3 separate regions of the Oryctolagus cuniculus genome follow, and regions 2 and 3 are each linked to region 1. The links are chromatin contacts, called in public Micro-C maps. All regions are on one chromosome and are shown on one strand. Each heading gives the region's core, a stretch centred on a gene start, on an enhancer-like site or on the middle of the called end of the contact. The rest is flanking DNA. Distances are from core to core; before and after follow the strand shown.

What was found. A called contact is a pair of places that touch in the nucleus more often than the background predicts.
Region 2: a contact with region 1 is called in a Micro-C map of ear pinna, with 4 times the contacts expected there. The contact joins the promoter of ALKBH7 here to the promoter of TRIP10 in region 1. A contact is called at or near these places in 2 of 6 Hi-C or Micro-C datasets (ear pinna and an unstated tissue).
Region 3: a contact with region 1 is called in a Micro-C map of ear pinna, with 5 times the contacts expected there. The contact joins the promoter of SLC25A23 here to the promoter of TRIP10 in region 1. A contact is called at or near these places in 2 of 6 Hi-C or Micro-C datasets (ear pinna and psoas muscle).

What each region holds. Positions count from the first base shown.
Region 1 is chr16:60,900,503-60,904,070 of mOryCun1.1, forward strand. It overlaps TRIP10 (thyroid hormone receptor interactor 10), which reads left to right and starts at 2,048. Exons shown (of 14, transcript XM_051829292.1): 1 at 2,048-2,419. The coding sequence starts at 2,063. It overlaps GPR108 (G protein-coupled receptor 108), which reads right to left and starts at 3,252. Exons shown (of 18, transcript XM_070058778.1): 1 at 2,690-3,252; 2 at 1,134-1,253.
Region 2 is chr16:60,696,337-60,699,904 of mOryCun1.1, forward strand. ALKBH7 (alkB homolog 7) reads left to right here and starts at 1,983. Exons shown (of 4, transcript XM_070058760.1): 1 at 1,983-2,862; 2 at 3,422-3,568. The coding sequence starts at 2,659. CLPP (caseinolytic mitochondrial matrix peptidase proteolytic subunit) reads left to right here. Exons shown (of 7, transcript XR_011382826.1): 6 at 164-391; 7 at 795-1,027. LOC138845627 (a long non-coding RNA gene) reads right to left here and starts at 2,413. Exons shown (of 2, transcript XR_011382828.1): 1 at 2,274-2,413; 2 at 1,595-1,985.
Region 3 is chr16:60,755,433-60,759,000 of mOryCun1.1, forward strand. It overlaps SLC25A23 (solute carrier family 25 member 23), which reads right to left and starts at 1,646. Exons shown (of 11, transcript XM_051828999.2): 1 at 1,254-1,646; 2 at 253-379. The coding sequence starts at 1,409. It overlaps CRB3 (crumbs cell polarity complex component 3), which reads left to right and starts at 1,867. Exons shown (of 9, transcript XM_070058765.1): 1 at 1,867-2,279; 2 at 2,412-2,506; 3 at 2,818-2,979; 4 at 3,107-3,262; 5 at 3,447-3,535.

The DNA.
Region 1 (3,568 bases), core at 798-3,297:
TGCCTTGGGGGCTGTGTTGGTGTGTGTGCGTGCCTTGGGGGCTGTGTTGGCGTGTGTGCGTGACTTGGGGGCTGTGTTGGCATGTGTGTGCATATTGGCGTGTGTATGTGGCTTGGTGGGCTGTGCTGGTGCGTGTTGCGTGACTTGGGGGCTGTGTTGGCGTGTGTATGTGACTTGGGGGCTGTGTTGGCGTATGTGTGTGTGTTGGCGTGTGTGTGTGCCTTGGGGGCTGTGTTGGTGTGTGTGCGTGCCTTGGGGGCTGTGTTGGCGTGTGTGCGTGACTTGGGGGCTGTGTTGGCGTGTGTGTGCATATTGGCGTGTGTATGTGGCTTGGTGGGCTGTGTTGGTGCGTGTTGGCGTGTGTGTGTGCCTTGGGGGCTGTGCTGGTGTGTGTGTGTATTGGCGTATGTACGTGACTTGGGGCTGTGTTGGCGTATATGTGCGTGTTGGTGTGTGTATGTGCCTTGGGGGCTGTGTTGGCATGTGTACGTGACTTGGGGGCTGTGTTGGCGTGTGTGTGCATGTTGGTGTGTGTATGTGGCTTGGTGGGCTGTGCTGGTGCGTGTTGGTGTGTGTGCGTGCCTTGGGGGCTGTGTTGGCGTGTGTGTGCATATTGGCGTGTGTATGTGGCTTGGTGGGCTGTGTTGGCGTATATGTGCGTGTTGGCGTGTGTATGTGGCTTGGTGGGCTGTGCTGGTGCGTGTTGGCGTGTGTGCGTGCCTTGGGGGCTGTGTTGGCGTGTGTGCGTGACTTGGGGGCTGTGTTGGCGTGTGTGTGCATGTTGGTGTGTGCATGTGGCTTGGTGGGCTGTGCTGGTGCGTGTTGGTGTGTGTGCGTGTCTTGGGGGCTGTGCTGGTGTGTGTGTGTATTGGCGTATGTACGTGACTTGGGGCTGTGTTGGCGTATATGTGCGTGTTGGTGTGTGTATGTGCCTTGGGGGCTGTGTTGGCATGTGTACGTGACTTGGGGGCTGTGTTAGCGTGTGTGTGCATACTGGTGTGTGTATGTGGCTTGGTGGGCTGTGCTGGTGCGTGTTGGCGTGTGTGCGTGCCTTGGGGGCTGTGTTGGCGTGTGTGCATGCCAGGCGTGCTCTGGAGCGTGGCACCTGCTTCCTCCTCGGGCAAGCTCCTCACCAGCGGGGACCTCTCTCCCGTCTCCTCCAGGCCCAGCCGCAGGAGGCTCAGCTCCACCTCCAGGGAGCCGTTGGTGTAGAAGCCGAAGCTGTTCAGCTGGATGTCCGCTCGCTTCTCCCCCTGCCGGAGACCAGGGAGGCAGCTCAGACTTCCGCTTCCCGCCTGCCACGGGGCTCTGGGCCCCAGTGCTTAGACAGCCCGGGAGCGAGTCAGGAGAGGCCGTGCCGGGGGACCGAGGACAGCGTGGCCCTGGATGCCCTGAGCGCGGACCTGAGCGTCCAGGAGGACAATCGGGGGGCGCCTGGACGCCCCCCGCTGCGGAACGAGCCCGGGACCCCAGGCAGCGTCCAGGGACCCCCACCCCCTCGGTCCTCGAGCGGCGCCAGGGCTCCCCAGCGTCTCCAAAGCGGCCACAGGAATTTAAAGGGCTAAGAGCCGGGGGAGGGGGGGGTCCCAGGAGATGGCGCCCCCCGCCCCCCACCATCCCGGCGGGGCCGGCCAGGCAGCTCCATCCGCAGGGAGAGAGGGGGATCTCGGGACGGGACCACTCGCCCGGCAGTGGGGGGCGCCGGGCCGCTCCATCCCGCAGAAGGTGCGGGGGAGGTCGGACGAGACCACTTAAGCCGGGGGCTTCTCTGGGACAGCCTCGCGCCCCCCGCCCCCGACCGTCCCGCGGCGGGCCTCACCGTCAGCGCCAGCCGGTGGATGCGCCCGGAGCAGCTGCCCCACAGCAGCAGCAGCAGGAGCCCCTGCCCCCACTCCGCGGGGCTCCCGCGGCCGAGCCCCCTCCTCTCGCTCCCTGCCATCTCTGGAGCTGCCGCCTCCCCTGACACCGCCTCTGACGCCCCCAGGCCCGCCTCCGGGGGAGCCAATCGCCGCACGGTGGGGCCAGGCTCTCCGGACTTTCCAGCCCGTTGAACCAATCATCGATGGCCTCTTCTCAAACCCGCGCCTACGTGACACCAGACGGACAGCACCAGTTCCGAATGGAAGACGTGATACCACGTAGCCCCGCCCCCACGCTCACCAATCACCAGAAAGATCGTCCCGGATATAGCATGATAAGCAGTCCGCCTAACCAATTAGAGCGCAGCTGGCATCCTGCTCTTGAAGCGGAATTCCTCCACCTAACTCTTAACGGTCTAAGACTACACTACCCAGAATGCAGCCAGGAACAGACGAGGGCCACCGAGCACCCAGAAACTACATTTCCCAGCACGCCCCAAGGTCGGACTTCCGCTTCTCACCCTGTGGGACGTGGCTCCCGGCCAGAGCTCTGGCTCTTGGTAAACACACGCAGTCTGTTGAGGCCTGTCCCGTTCTCCTAATCTTCCTGGTCCACGGAGGTTACATCGCGACCCGAGGATGACCTGTGACCTATGACCTCCGCCTCCGCCTCCGCACGAGGACACTGGAGGCTCACTCCGGATCCCCGACGGTTTCCCCTAGCTGCAGCCGGACCCCGAGTTCAGCCTAAAACCTTGGCTCTTCCCCCGCCCCGCCCCGCCCCGCCCAGCCTTTGGGGCTGAGACCCCCGCCCCAACCGTGGTGCTGACCTGGGCTGGGTGTCCCACCAGAGCCGAGCCCCGGTCTCACACGGAGCCGCGAAACCAACCCACCGGGTGCAGCCGCCGGCAGGTGTCCCTGCGCCCTCCGGTCCCTCTGGGGCCCAGACCCCACCCCTGCAGCTCCAGAGAAGGCAGGAGCTGGGGGCCGGGGGCCCGCAGGGCCGCTCCCTTTTATCCTGGCGCCTCGAGGGGACTTACGAGATGCGGACCCTTCTAGGGGGGGGAGGGCGCGGGCGTCCGGGACTCTCGGGGGCCTCGGTGGGCGAAGCTGGACAGTGGGCAGGTGCAGGCAGACTCGGGCCGGAGGGAAAAGCCTGGGCCCCGCGTCCCAAGGACAGCCCGTCCTCGGGTTCCCCTGGGGAGGGAAGGCAGGATGCGGTGGGGGCGCTAATGGACCTGGCAGGATCGAAGTCCTCCATCCGCCCTGCGGCCGGAGGGACCTGACCATTAGTGGGACGAACGTCCACGCCTGGAGCCGGGCCGGGGTGACCTCGGGTTCTGCCTGCAGCACCGTGCAGGGACGACTTCTCGGGCTTGGGGCTTTTCCTGTCCGGGTCCTTTAAGGAACGATCGAAAGGAAAGGCCCGTCTGGGGCGGGGGAGGGGCGTGGTGGGTGGAGAGGGGCCCTCGGGGATTTGAAAATGGGCGGGGGTCCTTTTAAGAGGGGGCGTGGCGCCCTTTGGGCCCCGCCTCCCCGGGCCCCGCCCGCGGTCTCCGCGCAGGGCAGGGGGCGGGGAAAAGCGAGCGGGGGCGTGTCCCAGCCGGGTGGGCGTGTCCGGGGCGGGCGGGGCGGGGTCGGCGCGCCGCCCCGGGCCGAGTCTCGGGGCGGAGGGTGGCGGGCGGCGGCGCCGGCGGCGGCGGGAGCAG
Region 2 (3,568 bases), core at 733-3,232, 200 kb before region 1:
CACTCCCCTGGCCTCTGCCTCCCCTTGAGCCAAGACACCGAGGGCCCAGTCACCTCCCAAAGCCCCGCCTCCTGACATCATCCCCTGGGGGTGGGGGCGGAAGGGACACAGGGCCCGGGCCTGGCCTCTCACGCACCCGTGTGCTGCCTCCCCCGTCCCGCAGAGTCGGCCATGGAGAGGGACCGCTACATGAGCCCCATGGAGGCCCAGGAGTTCGGCATCTTGGACAAGGTCCTGGTCCACCCTCCCCAGGACGGCGAGGACGAGCCCGAGCTGGTGCAGAAGGAGCCGCCCGCGGTGCCCACGGAGCCTCCCGCCCCCACCAGCCCCTGAGCCTGTGAAACCGGCACAGAGCCCGCCACCCGAGGACCTGAGGGGCCCCACGCTGCCGGTGAGGGCAGCCCGGAGCCTGCCTGCAAGGGACTTTGCACTCCTGGCTGCCCCGACTGGCAGGCGGCCGGCCCGAGACACTGTGATTTTAAATTAAATCTTTGTGGTCTTTGCTGGGCGACTGCAGCGCCTCCCTGTGGGGCCCTGAGAAGAGGGAAAGCCACCTGCAGGGAGGGGAGAGGGTTCCGGTTTTATGGGTGGGGTCAGGGACAGCCTTGCTGAGGCGGGGAGGTGGGCCAGGGTCAGTATCTTGGGAAAGAACAGGGGGCACAGCCAGTGCAAAGGCCCTGGGGCAGGGCTGCTGGACGTGAGAGGGGAACCACGCAGAGGCCAGGGGCCATGGGAGAGAACAAATAAAAGTAGGGTTAACGAGCTCATCCTGGCCTGCTCCACTTCCAATCCAGCTCCCTGCTGTGGCCTGGGAAAGCAGTAGAGAACGGCCCAGGTGCACCCACCGGGGAGACCCAGAAGAAGCTCCTGGCTCCTAGCTTCGGGTCCCCTCAGCTATGGCTGTTGCGGCCATTTGGGGAGTGAACCAGTGGATGGAAGACCCCTCTCTCTCTCTCTCCCCCTCCTTCCCTCCAACCCCCTTTCCCAGTATCTTTGAAATAAATAAATAAATAAATCTTTTAAAAAACAACCTGACTCATTCTTGAGCAGCAAGTGGAGAACTTGGAGCTAAAGATCAGTGGGAAGCCCCTGGGTTCCAGCTGGTTTTTTGTTGTTGTTATTAGATTTTTATTTATTTATTTGAAAGAGTTACACAGAGAGAGAGAGAGGTCTTCCATCCGCTGGTTCACTCCCCAGATGGCCGCAATGGCCAGGACTGCGCCGATCCGAAGCCAGGAGCCAGGGGCTCCATCTGGGTCTCCCATGTGGGTGCAGGAGCCCAAGGACTTGGGCATCCTCCACTGCTTTCCCAGGCCACAGCAGAGAGCTGGATGGGAAGTGGAGCAGCCGGGATCCCATATGGGATGCCGGTGCTGCAGGTGGCAGCTTTACCCGCTACGCCACAGCGCCAGCCCCCAGCTGGGTTTTAAAGGCTGTGTTACAGATGGCCTGTGCGGGAGCCCGTGGGCCCCTGCCACCCATGAGAGACACCAGATGGAGCTCCAGGCGCCCGGCTTCAGCCTTGGCCCAGCCCTGGCTCTTCTCGGAGCCGTTTGTGGAGTGACCGTGGTTGGAAGAGCTCTCTCTCTGTTGCTTTGCTTTTCAAATAAATAGTTGTTTTTTTTTTTTAAATGAATTATATATAACGAATGAATTCAGGGCGTTTGGGGGGCTGTATTCATTGGTTACATTTGTTGAACTGTTCACTGTGAACACTAAATACACAGAGAAAAAGAGGACAGTGGAGCCCCGGGGGCCCATCCCGCCAGTTCAACAATCCATTCATGCCTGCTTCTGTTTAGGTTTTTTTTTTTTTTTTTTTTTTTTTTTCCATTTTTTTATTTTCAAGGCAGAGAGGGAGGAGGATCTTCCATCTACTGGTTGACTTCCCAGGCCACAGCCAGGAGCCAGGAGCTCCATCCAGGCCGCCGCGTGGGTGCAGGGTAGCTCCGGGGCTGCTTCCGATTCTCCCCGCCATCCACGCCCTAGAACAAATCCCAGGTCCTGTTTAATCTAAATATTTCATTAGGCATGCCTAAGCAACAAGGAATCGTCAAAAAAAGAGAACCACAATGACATTTTCAAACCAGAATAATATTGAGAGGGAAACGGATGCTACCTCGTTTTGACCTTTGACCCCAACTCCCGAAAAACTTGACCCACCCCATCATCGTGACCTTGACATCAGTCCTCTGACCCTCGTACCTTTGACCCCTTCAGCTCGCCCTAACTGTATCCTGCCCTTACTCTGGGGCCAACCCCATAACCCTGACCTTGGCTCAAATCCTATGACCTTGGCTCCCAGGCCAAGTCCAGTCCCGGCACCCAACACGCAGTCCCGGTGTCCACCCGCTGGGTTGGACCCTCCCACCTCTGATAAAAGAGGCGGAGTCAGGGTCTGCCGCTGACGGACTTGCTGCATAGGCAATAGCCTTAGCGGCCGCGGTCAATAGCACCAATAGCGCAGGAGAGGAGGCGGGCTCTGGAGGAAGCCAATGGCTTGAAAGGGCGAGCGAGCAGCAGCCAGTAGCCGTGAGCGAGAGGCGGGACTCCACGGAAAGCCAATCGCTGAAGAGGCCCGGCGCAGTCACAGCCAATGGCTCTGGGGAGAGGGCGTTACCCCGAGGCCCGCCGCTTTCACGACCCGGCTCCTGAGCGATGGCCGGGAGTGGGCGGCTGGCTTTGCGGACGCTGCCCGTGCCGGGCTGGGTACGGGGTTCCAGCCCCGCCGTGGTGAGCCGCTTGCGGGATGCGGCCGTGGTGCGGCCGGGCTTCCTGAGCGCAGCCGAGGAGGAGACGCTGAGCCGTGAGCTGGAGCCCGAGCTGCGCCGCCGCCGCTACGAATACGATCACTGGGACGCGGTGAGGCTGCCGGAAGGGGCGGGACCACGGCGGGGGCGGGGCCTGTCCTGGGGGCAAACCCGGGTTAGAGCGGCTGGGGCGGGGCCTGGGCTGTGGGTGGGGCCAGGCGGAATTGAGGCCGGGGACCCGGGCGGGGGCGGGGGCGGGGCCAGGGCTGGAGGCAAACACGGGTTAGGGCAGCTGAGGGCGGGGCCTGGGCTGTGGGTGGGGCCAGGGCGGGATTGAGGCCGGGATCCGGGCAGTGGCAGGGGCGGGGTCGGAGTGGCACTGGAGGCCGGATTGGGAACCGAGGGTTTGGGTCCAAGGTTAGGGGCGGAAACGGGTGTGGAGCAAGATGAGGAAGGGTCAGCGTTTAGGGGCAGAGGGGACTTCGTGGGCAGAGCCGGCACTGGGGACCGGGGATCCGAGCCGCGAGAGTGGGTTCAAAGCACTGAGGTCAGACCCGGTTGCGCCCGGGGCAGGGGTCGGGGTACCCACTTGAAACCCAGATAGGGTGATGGCCGTGGCACGGATGGGCTCCCCCCGAGAGGCCCAGGCTTGACCCCCAGCCCTCTGTCAGGCCATCCATGGCTTCCGGGAGACGGAGAAGGCGCGCTGGTCAGAGGCCAGCCGGGCCATCCTGCAGCGTGTGCAGGCGGTGGCCTTTGGCCCTGGCCAGACCCTGCTGCCCTCGGTGCACGTGCTGGACCTGGAGCCGCGGGGCTAC
Region 3 (3,568 bases), core at 396-2,895, 150 kb before region 1:
TCTCTGTCCCACACTGGACCCAAGAGCAATGCAAGGCGAGGGAGGATAAAATTGGGGGTCCCACTCCAGGAAGGAAGAGGGGGTGGGCTGGGCTGGCTGGGCCTCGAACCACCTAGCTGGGGGGTGGGGTGGGGTGAGGAGAGCTCCCGAAATAGCCTGTGAGTCATTCAGGGACTCTAGCCCTCCCCTCGCTGCCCAGCAAGGCCAGCCCCCGCCCCCATCGCCGCGGCCCGGCCCGTGGGCCTTACTGACCGTCCTGATTTCGGTCAAGGCTGTGGAACATGAGCAGCAGGCGCTGCTCCCGCTCTTGCAGGTACTGGGAAAATTCCTCCAGGTTGAGCCCTGCATCTGGGTCAGCGTCACCCTCGGGGGAGATGGCCTGGCAGCCGGGAAGGGAAGGAGACAGACGGGGAGAGAGCTCCAGGAGACTGCCGCCTGCCGAGGGGCAAGCCGGGAGCCCCCCAGCGCCTAGAGGAAGGGCCGGGGGGGACACACCCGCTCGCCCCAGAAGCTCACTTCTTCCCGGAAGCCCAAGACCACAAGATGTGTGCTAGGTGTGTCGCCCGGCTCCAGCCAGCAAACTGAGGCCTTTCATTCAAGGTCACAGGGCTGGGAGGCGATGACCTTGGGCTCTTGTCTGCCAAGCATGTCCAGCTAGCTGCCCCTTAGCAAAGCCCGTCCACGTGGTAGCCTCAGGAGTTCCCTCTCAGAGAGTCCCTGGGCCACCGCCAGCCAGGTGGGAGTTCTGTGTAAGGGGCTGTGAAGAGACTACAGGGGCACCTGGGGCCACAGGTATGGAAGACACCTGCAAAGTGGGAGGGGGCTGGGGCTGGGGGGGGGGTTCCTGCCTCGGGCCGGCCTCCGCAGACAGCACTGGGTTCCTGCCTGGGGCACCCGGGGCAGCGAGCCAGGCCCGGGAGTGGGCAGGCCAGGCCAGGTAAACAGAGGCTGGGAGCCCAGAGGACGGCCGCGGAGGGCGTGTCTCTCCGAGGTGGGTTTGGGGCGCGGCTCCGGGAGCCCTGCAGGTCCACAGGAGGGTGTATCCCGGGCAGTGGGGCAGGGAGTTCCAGGCCCTGGGGAGGGGGGGTGCAGTCGCAGGCCAGACCCAGGGTGCAGGGTGCAGGGGGCAGGGAGAGAGCAGGAGGTCCCAGGGCCAGCCACAGGTGGTCCTGGCGGCCGGCCGCGCGTCCCCGTGCGCAGATTGGGGAAGTGGGGGAGGGTGTGTGTATGTGTGTCGTCTCAGCAGGGGGTACCTGTCGGGCGCCGAGGTCTGGGTCGCCCCCGCCCAGCCTGGCCAGTCCCTGGCGCAACTCGTGCACGTCCACGCGGCCATCCTTGTTACTGTCCAGCTCCTCGAAGAGGCGACCCCAGCGCTGCCGCCGCTCCGCGTCGCTTGCGCCCCCCCGCATGGCGCCCGCCCGGGGGGGGAGGGGAGGCCCGGCAGCGGCGGCCTCGGCGGGGGCTTGGCGGCTCCCCTCCCCCCCGGGGCCCCGCAGGGCCAGCTCCGCGGCCACGGGCAGCGCAGCCTCCGCGCGGCCCGCCGGGCTCTGGCACTTGCGGGAGGTGATAACCGCTAGCCGTCGCCGCCCGCGCCAGATCTTACGTCTCCTCCCCCGGCCCGCATTGGTGAGGTGAAAGGGGGGGGGGACGGGAAGGAGGGGGCCGAGGGCGGAGCTGGGGGCGTGGGGAGGGGAGCCTCAGCTGCTCCGGTGCTGCACAGCCGAGGGAACACCAGAGTTTCAGCCTCTGCTGCCTCAGTTTACCCACTTCTCCTTTACCCCAAGGGAACTAGCAAAGTAGATGCCCCGGGGTTGGGTTTCGTAATCTCCTTCCACCTGACCTCCTTCCTTTACTAATCCTCTTTAGGAACTAAAGTTCTCGCTTTTCCCTGACGTACGCGTGAGCCTTGCGCCATCCAGCGCTTTATCTGCCCGCTCGCGCTTATTGTATTCCCTACTGAGCCACCGAAACAGAAGATCAAAACGCGAAGCTCTCCCTCAATCCCTTCATCCCGCCCGCGCGCCTGCTTTCTCAGCCCACTCGGATCGGGAAACGGAAGATCAACACGCGGCCCGGCGGCCAAGTCGCTCTCCTATTGGCCAGAGCCGCCTGAGCGGCGCCCGCCCGCCCCTCCCCGTCCTCCCACCTGGGCGGGGCCTCCCCGCGGAGCCCGGGCAGCCTTGAACCCCGCAGCCCCAGCGCCCGCCCGGCCGTCTTAAAGGGGCCGCAGCGGGATCCAGACACCGGGCCAACCGCTTCCTCGGGACCGGCGTGAGGAGGTCTTAGCAGCGTCCGGGGCACGCCTGGGGAGCAGGGCCGGGTGTCTGCGCGCTGGGGGCGGGGCCCCACCCGGCCGCGCTCCGTGCACCTGCTGAATGTCCCGTCCTTGGCTTTCTCGGACTCACCCTTAGGAGGGAGGTCGGCCAGAAACCCTGGACCGCGAAGAGTGACCACAGTAGCCGACCCTGAGCGAGCCAGTGCGGCGCACACGCCTCGACCCTGGAAGGTAGGCGGTGCTGTCTGTCCCCAAGAAACGGGGTCCGTTACCCGTCAGCCGCCACTTTTCACCCAGGAGTTCCTCCGCCTGGGGGTGGGGGTCTTGTTATTATCCTCAGCCTTTATCCAGAGATGCAGCTGGGAGGGCACCTTTGGCTCCCTGTCTGGCCTCAGCTCCGACAGGTGTGTGCTGGGACAGGTGCGTCCCAAGCTCCCTAGCGGATGACTGCATTCACAGCTGTTTCTTGCAGGTGCTCTCCGACCTGGAGGGACGAGGATGATTCTCCCATGGCGCTCTCCCAAACAGGTGTTTTCTCACAGGTGCATCTCTGACAGGTGGGCCTCAGTATGCGCAAACCTTTGTCCTGTTGATCCTCCCCAACTCTGTGCGTCCCTGTGCGGATGTCCCCAGGTCTCCTCGTCTGGGCTCGACTCCATACAGGTGCTCCCCGTCTCGACTTCACAGGTCCTTTCACTTCACAGGTATGTTTCTCAACAGGTGTTGCTCCAGCCAACCCCCCTCTGCCGATTCCTACCCCCCACAGAAACAACCCCCCGACAAGGATGCCCCCTTCGTGGGCGAGCCATGCAGCTCGTCTTTCCAAAACAGGTGTATTCCAATCCAGACCGTGTCAGTCAGCTGTCCGATTCATTCGTCCATCCAGCCATGCTCCGTGCGGATGTGATTCAGCGCGGGTGGCTCCCGTGCGCCCTCCCACGGGAACATCCGTGCACGCGGCTGCTACACAGGTCTGCTCCCCTCCAGGTGTGTAGCACACCGCTCTCTTCTCATTAGGCCCCATCCGAGTGCCCTCCTGCACGAGCGTCTACAAGTTTGGGTGCGATCCTGCACACACACCCGTCATCCAGGTGTGAGGTTCCTCTCACACCTGCGCGCTTTCGCCTAGTCTCTTACCCCTCCCCTTTATGGAACTGGGTTCCCGTTACAGGTGCGCCCGCGGCGCGGCCCCGCCCCCTCTGGGCTCCGCCCTCCTATCTAGGCTCAGGTGCACAAGCCGGAAGTGCGCTCCCCTCCCAGGTGAGTGACTAAACTTTCCGGGTCACATGAGCG